2 separate regions of the Sus scrofa genome follow, and region 1 is linked to region 2. The links are chromatin contacts, called in public promoter capture Hi-C maps. All regions are on one chromosome and are shown on one strand. The core of a region is the stretch at or near the end of the contact, and the rest is flanking DNA. Distances in the headings are between cores, read along the strand shown.

Region 1 (5,180 bases), core at 2,605-5,104, 150 kb before region 2:
TGTCTGTGAAGGGTCCGTTCCATGGTATTGATGTGTCAAGGCCCTGGGGTCCTGGGAGCAGGGCGGAGGGATGCCTGAGAGTGAGCTGAGGGCTGCAATGTCAGACACAAAGCTGGGAGTGGAAGTGAAAGGTGAGGGAGGCAGAGGGGAGGTGCCAGGTCTTGGGCAATTTTAAGCCCAAGGCTCTGAGCCAAGGAAAGTCACTGTGCCTAAAACAACCTCCCAAGAGAGTCTTAACTCATTCATTTTGCAACTGTTATCCCAGTTCTGGCTTTCAGGTCCCTATAACTAGCCCTGATTGGACCCCTATTACATGTCCGCACCAGGAAAGGTGCAAGGATCTGGCCCTCTGCAGAGACAGGGCCGCAGGAAACGATGCGAGCGCTGAGGGAAACAAAACACAAGGCAGTGCCAACCTGCACGGTACAAGCCCCAAAGAAAGGTAGCTGGAATTCACAGAAAGGCGAGAGCAGGGTGTGCTGGCACAGCAGCGGTGGCTTCTTGGAGCACATGACCTGAAGGGAGGAAGTCGGAGTAGAAAGGGAACAGCACTTCAGGTAGGGAGAGAAAGGGGAGCAAAAGCGAGGCAGCGCAACGAGAATGAATGACTTCCTGGGCTGTAGGAACCCATCTGTGCAACAAAGGGTTCGCAGAAGTGGGCAGTGACTTTGGTAGCAAGGAGCTGGTAACAAAATAATAACATGAATAATGGAGGCTTATACACAACTAACCATCCAAAAGACCTCTGTCCCCTGTTCCCTCAAACCCCTCGGCACAGTTGTTGGAACAGCTGTACCCTCTTCTGTACTTACTCCTCGGACCACCGGTTGCCCCTGTGTGATTGCTTCTTCTGCTGATAGCTCTGAATGTTTTAACGTTTGGGAGAAATGGATTGATTGATTGATCGATCAATTGTCTTTTTAGGGCCACACCTGTGGTGTATGGAAGTTCCCAGCCTAGGGGTCCAATCAGAGCTGCAACTGCCAGCCTACACCACAGCCACAGCAATACAGGATCCAAGCCACGTCTGTGGCCTACACCACAGCTCAGGGCAACACTAGATCCTTAACCCAATGAGCAAGCCACACGGATACTAGTTGGGTTTGTTCCTGCTGAGCCATGATGGGAACTCCAGAGAGGAGGAATTTAGAAAGCAAAATAAACTAATTTTAAACTGACCACTCCTGCCTGCCTAGAAATGGCAAGAATTCCATGTTGGGATAGACTCAAGGGCTCCAGTCTGCCCAGAACTGCCCTAGCTGCAGTGCTGTAAGGCCTACATCTTGGAGAAACTCCTCAGCCCCAGGCAAACTGTGATGGTTTGGCCAGACTACGGCTGATCTGACCTTGATGGCTGCAACCTGTGTCTGACCAGCATGATGCAACACAGGGCTTTCCGCCCCTAAGGACACATCAGCACAGTCAAAGCAGGTGCTTAGTTTGCCAAGCCCTAGCCAAACTCCTACTCTACACACTGGGTTCTCTCTGCCACCCAGACAGAGAAACTGTGTCAGAAATTCTTAGGTGTGAGGTGACCCTGGATTCCTCAGCCCTCTGGTCCCACCATCTCGCACTCAGCCCCAGCAACCAGCTAACCCAGGAACACCAAATCCACCAGCGACCCCAATCCGTGCCGTGAGCCGCCCTCTCTGCCCAGCCCTGCCTAGCAAGCTGGTAGGGCCTGGGGGTCAAACTTGGGTTATCAGAGAGGGGAAGAGGGGACCCCACCCAAGGTGGTGATGTGTCCTACTGCGGCCAACCACATGAAGGGGGAACCCCAGATGAATGACAGCCTGCTGACCTTGGACCATGTGCAGTTTGCGTCTTCGAGTTACAGAAATACCGGAAATGCTTGCTGAAGAGTCAATTTCGGAGTTTTGGGTCCAAAGCTCCAAAGGGCTGACTCACCTTCAGAGCGGAAACCACGTGAAAGCCCCAATTTTGAGGTGCACGGCACAGCCTCTCCCAGAAGCCGCAATGTTTGAAAGTCTCCCAGATCTTGAGAAAGCTCATAGATCATTTCTGCCAGTTACTAGAGACTTCTCCAAAATCACAAGGAAGATTCAAAGAAAATGTCAAGACTCATATTCATCTGACTTGTTACATAATTGTCCTGCCTGACAAGGTTAAAAAGAATAATAGGCAGGGGACACAAGCCTCTAGGAATCATCCCTATTTGGCCCCTTGTCACCTCGACTGCTCGTGCACAGACGAAAATGTAGAATTTCAAAGAAGCTCTTTAGGTCACCTTGCCCAGTCCATACGCAGAAACGCTACTAACTGAACTACTAATAGCCAAAACGAAGGGCAGTTGTTATTACTGCCTTTTTAAAATTAAACTGGCTAGAAAATTGCCTCAGACCCCAAAGAAAGATTACTGGCTACAATTTCTAACGACCCAAATATGTGCTCCCTGAAACAGCCTTCCCTGGGTTCCTGCCCGCAGAGCCCGGCCTGACGGACGTGCACAGGCTGTTGTAAGATTGCGTCACCGACCTCTGCAATTCTCCGTCCATCTGATTTCCCCTCCTCTCCCTGCTGGCTCCCTGGCTGTACTTGAAGAGGTCTCTCCTCTTCCCCTACTTGCTGACTCTGGGGTGTGGATAATCCAAGCTAAGCCAGAACACCCCCCATAACGGTGGATGATGCTTAATCCTGGTTAATGTCAACCCTACCTTCCTCATGCTTCCAAGAACGCTCTCTATCCTTTAGCCTCTTACCCAAACTGTCTGCTCCCACCCTTCTGCTCCTAAACTGTTTCTATGCCAAGCTGAGCTGGTACAGCTGTGTGGCCCCAGATCTGGGGAAGCGGTGTGTAATTACCGAGGAGAGCATGAGATGCAGGCAAACTTTTATCCCTTCCATGCTCACCTCCTCCCAGGCCCCAACTGCACTTCCCAAACGGAACGAGGACAATTTGGATTTAATGGCAGATCCCTGAGACGCAGAAGCACACATACAAACGCACACACACGTAAACGCACATCTATGCATAAAGGGCACTCTCAACGAGTCTGTCATACGGCTCTAGCAATGCAAGCGCCTACTTTTCACCAGGAGGAGAAAGTCCAAGGACAAACTGCCTTCCACAGCCTGGAGACCCTTGCCTTCTACCTTCATCCCTACACGTGTGGGACGATGACAAACTTTCCGAATAAAAACTGACTTTTCAGTTGGGGAGCACCCCGGGTGTCCTCATAAGGGGTCCTTCTCAGACTGCCCCCTGGCCCGAGGCAAGCTCTGGCCCACCCACACCGCCAACGGATGCGGACACCTGCCCGGGCCGCCGGTCCTCGTCCGCGCGCGCGTGCAGCCTGGCTCGCCCTCCCCCGCAGCCCCAGCGCCCTCGGGCACAGCTCTCGGCCGCCTCCCTCATGGTCCCTGGCCCGCTTCCACCCCCCCCCCGCCCCCCTCTCCGCTTCCTCCCCCTGCTCTTCCTCCCCGTCCCCTTCCTCCCCCTCCTCTCCGGCTCTCGCAGCAGCAGCCCCAGCGCCCGGAGCCCGGGAGGCGGGGCTCGGAGGGAAACTATAAAGTGCCCCGGGGCGCTGACCGGGGCCAGTTGCTGCGTCCTCAGGGCCAGTTGCTGCGTCTCCATCCCGAAGAGCCGCGGCTGCGGAGGCGGAGCAGGCGGAGGCGCGGGACCCACGCCCTCGGCGATTGCCGGCTGTGCCAGCGCTGCCTCCCGCTCGCGCGGGCCTTCAGGTGAAGCCAGCGGCGAAGGACGCGGGGTTTCGGGCGGGCTGCCGGGTCTGCGGGCCTCCTCCGAGGGAGCCGCGGGCGGGCGGCGCAGGAGGCGGCAGCCGTCCCCGGTGGCTAACGGGCCCCTTCCCTGCTCCGCTGCCCCCGCAGGTCACCCCGGCCCGAGAGCCCGGAGCCGAGATGGAAACGATCCAGGAGCTGATGCCTCTGGCCAAGGAGCTGATGGCCCACAAGCCCAGCCGCAAGCTGGTGAAGCTGTACCTGCTGGGCGGCCTGCTGGCCTTTCTCGGCGCGGTGCTCGGCCTGATGGAGACCGTGTGCAGCCCCTTCACGGCCGCCGGCCGCCTGCGGGACCGGGAGGCCGCCGTGGCCGAGCTGCGGGCCGCCCGGGAGCGAAAGGCGCCCCCGGAGCCGGCCCAGCTGGAGAAGGACAAGCGGCGGCAGACGGGCCGGGGCTGCCGGGCCCTCTCCCACCGGCTGCACGCCTCCTAGGAACCCTGCGGGGCCGCGGAGGGTGGCGGAGAGACGGCGAGGAGGGCGAGCCAGAGCGTCGCCTTACGTTTGGACTTGCTTCTGAGAAGCCCCTGAGTGCTAGAACTGAACTGACACTCGGATCCACCCTAAGGCGTTTGGGATGAGTTTTGCTGCTGTGCAGCACCGCGGAAGGCCCAGTCCAGAACGAGGCACCTGAGCGGAGTTACCTGGCCCTTTGCACTAGGCCGAGAAGTGCTGTCTACGTTATTATTGTTATACTGTGATGATGATAATGATTTCAGTGGGTGTTCAGTGAACACCCTTGTGCATTTTGAAATAAAAACCGTTTTGTACTTTATCTCAGCCTCGGATTCCAGAGCAGCACGGTTCCCTGGGGCGGGCAGTAGGGGGCCGGGCATGCTGCTGAAGGGGGTCGCCTGAAGATCAGGCCATACCTGCTTCCCTGCCCAGGGCTCCCATGTGGATGCTACATGCTTACAAGTCTGTGGAGGATTTGTTTTTGCTTTGTGTTACCAGTGGGACGAGAGGAACGTATTTCTAAGTCCCACTGGACTCACCATTTGAAGAGCAGAGGATCGATCAACTTCTGGGCTAGAGTGAGTGAGAGACACTGATGAATTCTAGGGTAGAAAACTTATTTGCCATCTCACACCTGCACAACCAGAGGCTCCCATGACTGATGCCTCTTTCTTGCTAACTGCATTTTAGTGGGGAGGGGGGCGGGGGGCGGGAACTGGCTAGCTGGCAGGCAAAGAGGGAAAACAGCCTCCCAAGAACATTTAACTGGATTATCTGGCTCTACCCAGCCTTCCTCCTCACAAAGTCAAATCACAGTAAGAAACTCTAAGTTAGAAGGAGAAAAGACTGGTTATCCCAGGCCTGAGTCCTCTTCCTCCAGGGACAGCGCTTGCTCTGTAGTAACAGCTAGTCCAGTGTCAGCTCCGGAAATTTTAAGCAATGGCTCTTAAAGAGGTGGCAAGGGACAT
Region 2 (5,407 bases), core at 218-2,717:
GACGTGGTATTGGACAGAGCTCCAATGCTCCCACAGGCGCTCCTCTAATAGCAAGGGCAGGGAACGCTATCTTTGAAAGCTCTTGTTCTACCTTAAACATTAAAGTGAATTCTGCAGTCTATGAAGAAGCACTTTGTTTTTACAGGACATGACACTGTAAGTTACTCTCAGGAATAGTGTCTCTCTGTGTGGATACTGCGGTCTTTAAGGAGCACACACCTTTCTGGAGTGTTAAGTCCAGTTGGTGTTTGTTTTTTCTCTTTGTTTCTTGAGGTTATTATTTGCTTACATTAAAATGTACCTGTTTTATTTTATTATTTTATTTTATTTTGCTTTTTAGGCCCAAACCTGCAGCATATGGACGTTCCCAGGCTAGGCGGAGCTGCAGCCGCTGGCCTAGCCACAGCCAAAATGTACCAATTTCAAACGTACTGTTTTCTTAATTATACAAGGTGTAACTATCACCATGATCAAGATATAGAACAGTTACTACCCCCCACCCCACCCCTGCCCTTTCTTTTTCTTTTTAAGGGCTGCACCTGCCATGGAAGTTCCCAGGCTAGGGGTCAAATTAGAGCTGTAACTGCCAGCCTACACCACAGCCACACCGGATCAGAGCTGCACCTGTGAACTACATGGCAAATGTTTAACCCACTGAAGGAAGCCAGCGATCAAACCTGCATCCTCACGGAGACCATGTTAGGTCCTTAATCCGCGGGGCCACAGTGGAAGCTCCAGTTACTTCCCCTTTGAAAGTGCTCCGTCCGGCTTCGAGTTCGGTCTTGGGACACCTGATTGGGCTTTACTGCTTTCTCTAACACCGTCTCTCTGGGTGACTTAGGAAATCACTTTACCTCTCCGGATGGAGTTCTGCTCTAGTACCATGAAAAATGTCGGAATAGATGAGTTACCGGGGATCCTGCAATACTTCAGTAAAATGAGGGGAAGGGGAAGGGCAAGGGTGCGAATCTCAGCCTTGCCTCCCCACACCTGTGGCACATCCTAGGGGAAAAAACCTGTGGTCGCAGCAGACTTGGGTTTCCAGCTCCTCTTTCGCTCGTGTGCACGTAACCCTTTCTAAGCATCCCTTTTCTCATTTAAAATAGCAGGCTTTTGAACAAGACCTATTTGTCAACTGCTGTGAGGAGTCTTGAGATGCTCCCGCACCCTTAAAGGCTGGTTGCGTTTTTATTGTGGCATAATATAAAGGCACTGCATTCAACCACCTCCACTACTACACGTTTACGCAGGCCGATTCTCACAACCGAAAGTGACGAGCAAAGTACCACGCACCTTTGTACCCACCTGGGGAAGCCGAAGCCTGTCCGCCTTCCTTCTGGGGCTCAGAGAAAAAATGGGCGTGCGTACATGTGCTTCCAAAGAGCGTCGCCAGGGGGCGGAATGGAAACCAGGAAGTTTTAACGCCTGTCGTACAAGCGCGACGTAAAGCGGGCCTGCTTTATGGCACGCTGCTTCTGCCGTAAAGCGCTGCCGGCGAGCCCGCGTGGGTCGGTTGGCGAGATTACTTCCAGGTGAAAAGCGGGCCCCTTGGAAGGGGGCGAAGTTGTGATCGCCATGGGCAAACGCGGGAGCCGGAGCCAGAGCCAGCTGATCAACACTCTGACTAAGAAGCAGAAGAAGCATCTCCGCGATTTCGGCGAGGAGCATCCCTTCTACGACAGGTGGGAGGGGCGCGGCTGGGGCCAGGGCAGCCGGCGTCTTCTCCCGCTGGGAGCCCGCGTGCTTTTCGGCGCTCGGTCCGCGGGTCCCCGGGACGGGGACGGGGACGGGGACGGGGCAGCTCCCGCCGCTTCCTGCGCGCCCCGCGCCGGCCTTGGTCGGCTGGGAAGACTGGCGGCTTCCGCCTGAGATGCGGTTCTTCACGGGTCTAACTTTGAGCTGATAACTCTATGCTAGACCGCACGCCTCCTTATGGGGCTGGTTTTCTGAATTTGTGTGTGTGCGTGCTTTCCAAGGATTGGTCCCACACGTGGGACCTTCGACATCACCGATCAATTCAATGACAGTGACGGAACTGATGTCTCGGTAGTTGTGGGTTCCTCTGTAAGTGTCCAGACTCTCAGTTATGATCCTACTTTAGTGCTCATCCCACCACTTTAGGCCGCTTTATCAACAATTAGAGGGACTTGCTGGAAGTGGTGAACCCCGAAGACTTTTATTTGACAGTTTTCCCATTTTTTGGATGAGAGCCAGGTATTGTGTGACTGCTATTTGTCATGTGACCTTGTTAAACTTTTTTTTTTTTATCGATTATTTTCTATTTGGCACATTCGTACAATCCTCGTCCCAGTACCTACGGAGTTTTTACGTGACTGTAGTTATGATGTGTTTATAATGTCTGCCATGTTCACTTAAAGTCCTATCTTTAGACATTTTTATTAATTGCCGAATACTAGTAGTTAAGAGTTTAACATTGCCTATTTCTTCTCAGGGTTTCCAGAAAGGAAGCAAAACCACAGATTTGTCACCTGGTAATGCTTTATGCCTTCTTTATGATAACTGATTCTGGGTTGTTACTTTTAAGGTTCTATATAATAGTACAGTTTGCCTGCACTTGCGTTCTTTTCGATTTTAGATGTAAGCTTTTATTTTGGTAATGTTGCTTAGCTTTGAATGCAGATGTTGGTTAAAATGCCATTGTGATAACTAATACAGTACCCAAAGTTTGACGTTGTCGTGAGAGATTAGCTTGTTAGGACCTGTTAAGCAGAGGGCTCTTGGTGAGTCTTAAGAGGGGAATGCCTTGTTTGCTTAACATACAATAGCGTGCGAAGTCATCAAAGGTCTTATTACCACAAATGCAGAAAAAAACTACTGCATTTTTTGTTGCAATTTTTCCTCTTGCTCCTTTAAATGTGCCAAATATCTGACACATAGGTTAATACAGACAACCTAAGCTCTGTTTTTAGACTTTCTCCTTGTGCAAGATTAGCAATTCAAAGAAGATGAAGAGCTTCTAGAATCATAGCTAGATTAGCTATCAAATAAATTTGGTGCTAGGCTTGGTTGAATAGATAAGATTGCATATTTGCAGAGAAGCTAATTTTTATTTAGAAAAGTCTCAGCCTCTTGCACTGTGGGCCTGATGGTCGTCATGGAGTAGCAACGAGAACAATATGAATTTTGTTTTTAAAATCCCCATTTTCCTTTTAGTCAGAGAGTTCAGATTCTTCGAGTTCTGAAAGTGAAGCGGAGAGTGAACCAGAACAAGTTTCTGGTTATCACAGACTTCTCGCTACGTTAAAGAGTGTTTCCAAGGAGGAGGAGGAGGAGGAGGAAGAGGAAGAAGAGGAAGAAGAGGAGGAAGAAGGCAGTGTTGTAGATGAGGCAGAAATGGATCTTGAAGAAGGTGATGGCGACGTGAGTGCGGAGGAAGACCTGGCAGCAGAGTCTGCAGACACGCGCGAGAGTGAGTGTCTTTGCTGGGCTCCTCTTTGCCAGGACCACAGACAGCTGGCCCCGTGGGCGCGGCACCCTGTCCTGCGTGAGCCGGGTGAAAACACACGGACCCAAAGCAGAGATTCTTAACCCTGCTGGGCTCGGTGATACCTTTGAGACTCTGATGAAAACCTAGGGCTCTCTGGCCAGAAAAATGCAGAAATGACATTTTTGCTTATGATTTCCAGGACTTCATCAATCCTAGTTCAAGTTCCCCTGATTGAGAGGAAAGAGAACATAATTCTGTTTTTGTGATGGTCTCAAATTTTTTAAAGAGATTATTGTTCCTCCCATAGGGAAACCAAGTTTACGGTAAGAGCGATACAATATACAAAACTTTTTAAGCAGCAGATTCGAATGGAATGGCTAGGTCTAAGGTGTTGAAGGGACATGAAGTGGTCCCACCATGCTGATGGGATACCTGAGGGAAGACCCCAGGGAAGCACTGGGACTGAAAAGCTTAAAGGACCATGTCACACCCAGACTTTTAAGTGACTTTTCACCTTTAGATCAACTTTATTGAGGTGTGATTTGCATACAGTAAAGTGTGACCATCTCAAGTATGTAATTTGATGAGTTTTGACAAATGTGTATATATTACCAGCACCAGGACAAAATGAAGAACCTTTCCAACACCTACAGAAATCTCTTCTGGTGCTTTTACAGCCGGTTTCCCAGGCCTGGCGTCAGGCAAGCACTGACCTGCTTTTTTCACTGTCGATGAGTTTTGCCTGTTCTGTCTAATTCATATGAATGGAAGTATACAGGAAGCACTCTTTTGTATCTGGCTTCTTGGCTTCTCATCCAATGTGATTCCTGTATTAGGAGTTTATTTCTTTTTATTATTGGAGTAGCATTCTATTGTCTGATTATACCCTGGTAACTTTTTATATTCTATTATCTAAATGCTGCTTTGCCTTTCTGAAATATAGAAAGTATTTTTTTTCTATACTTTAAGGTGTTACACACCGTTCTTAGTATTTTAATTCATCAGTTGCACTGGGATGAAAAAAAATCATAGCTTTAGACTTCAGGGGTTTTTGGTTTAACTTGGTTGGTTTTCCATTTTTCTTTCGTATTTTAGATTTTTAAAGATGAAAATTTGTTTTTTAGTTATAATAGTATATTTTGTAAAAATTTAAGAGGATAGTGTAGTGTTCCTGTATCTGTCACCCTGAGATGAACACTTTAACATTTGATATAACCTTCTGAAGTACTTTTTATGACTCTGTGATTGACTGTGCGTGTGTACATGCATTCGTGTGTATGTGTCTAATGGTCTCATACAGTCCTGTAACTTACGTTCTCTGTCTTTTTGTTTTTGTTCCCCACCCTCTTTTCTTTTCTTTCTTTTTTTTTTTTTTTTGGATCACACCCGGGGTATTTGGAAGTTCCTTGGATCGAATCTGAGCCACAGTTGCAATCTCAGCTGCAGCAATGCCAGATCCTTAACCCACTGCCATAGTGGGAACGCCTACTTTTTTCTCTTTAATAATATACGTGGACCTTTTCTCATGTAACTGGATTCACATTAGCTTAATCATGTAATATTCCACTGTAAATGATACGTGATAATAATTAATGCTGTTTCGAACATCCTTACATATATTAAATCAACAATCAGGCTTCATTTTGAAATGTAAGCCTTCCACCTGAATTTGCTTAAAAGTAAAGATGGCACTGTGCTAAGGAATTGCATTTTACTTGTCAACAGCAATGTAATTACGTAGTAATTCAGTAGTAAGTTATTTTATCAAATGTCTCTCGAAATTGCAGGGGGGCCCTTACCTGCTGACCCTGCAGGAAAAGATGGGCACGGGCTACCTGGCACATCACAGGAATCCCCCGAGGAGTTTACAGACGTGAAACACGAGTCACTCTTCAGCTTAGAAACCAATTTTCTTGAAGAGGAAAGTGGAGGCCACACTTCTCTGAACGCATCACAAGG

What was found. Promoter capture Hi-C pulls out the DNA fragments that hold promoters and counts their contacts.
Region 1: a contact with region 2 is called in a promoter capture Hi-C map of fetal liver, with 2.2 times the contacts expected there. The contact joins the promoter of G0S2 here to the promoter of DIEXF in region 2. A contact is called at or near these places in 1 of 5 promoter capture datasets (fetal liver) and 2 of 47 Hi-C or Micro-C datasets (blood and embryonic fibroblasts).

The regions. Positions count from the first base shown.
Region 1 is chr9:133,286,416-133,291,595 of Sscrofa11.1, reverse strand. G0S2 (G0/G1 switch 2) reads left to right here and starts at 3,854. Exons shown (of 1, transcript NM_001286804.1): 1 at 3,854-4,271. The coding sequence starts at 3,880. The coding sequence ends at 4,191.
Region 2 is chr9:133,137,318-133,142,724 of Sscrofa11.1, reverse strand. It overlaps DIEXF (digestive organ expansion factor homolog), which reads left to right and starts at 1,467. Exons shown (of 12, transcript XM_003130420.6): 1 at 1,467-1,682; 2 at 2,453-2,492; 3 at 3,175-3,430; 4 at 5,236-5,406. The coding sequence starts at 1,576. LOC102159985 (a long non-coding RNA gene) reads right to left here and starts at 1,441. Exons shown (of 3, transcript XR_305746.3): 1 at 1,306-1,441.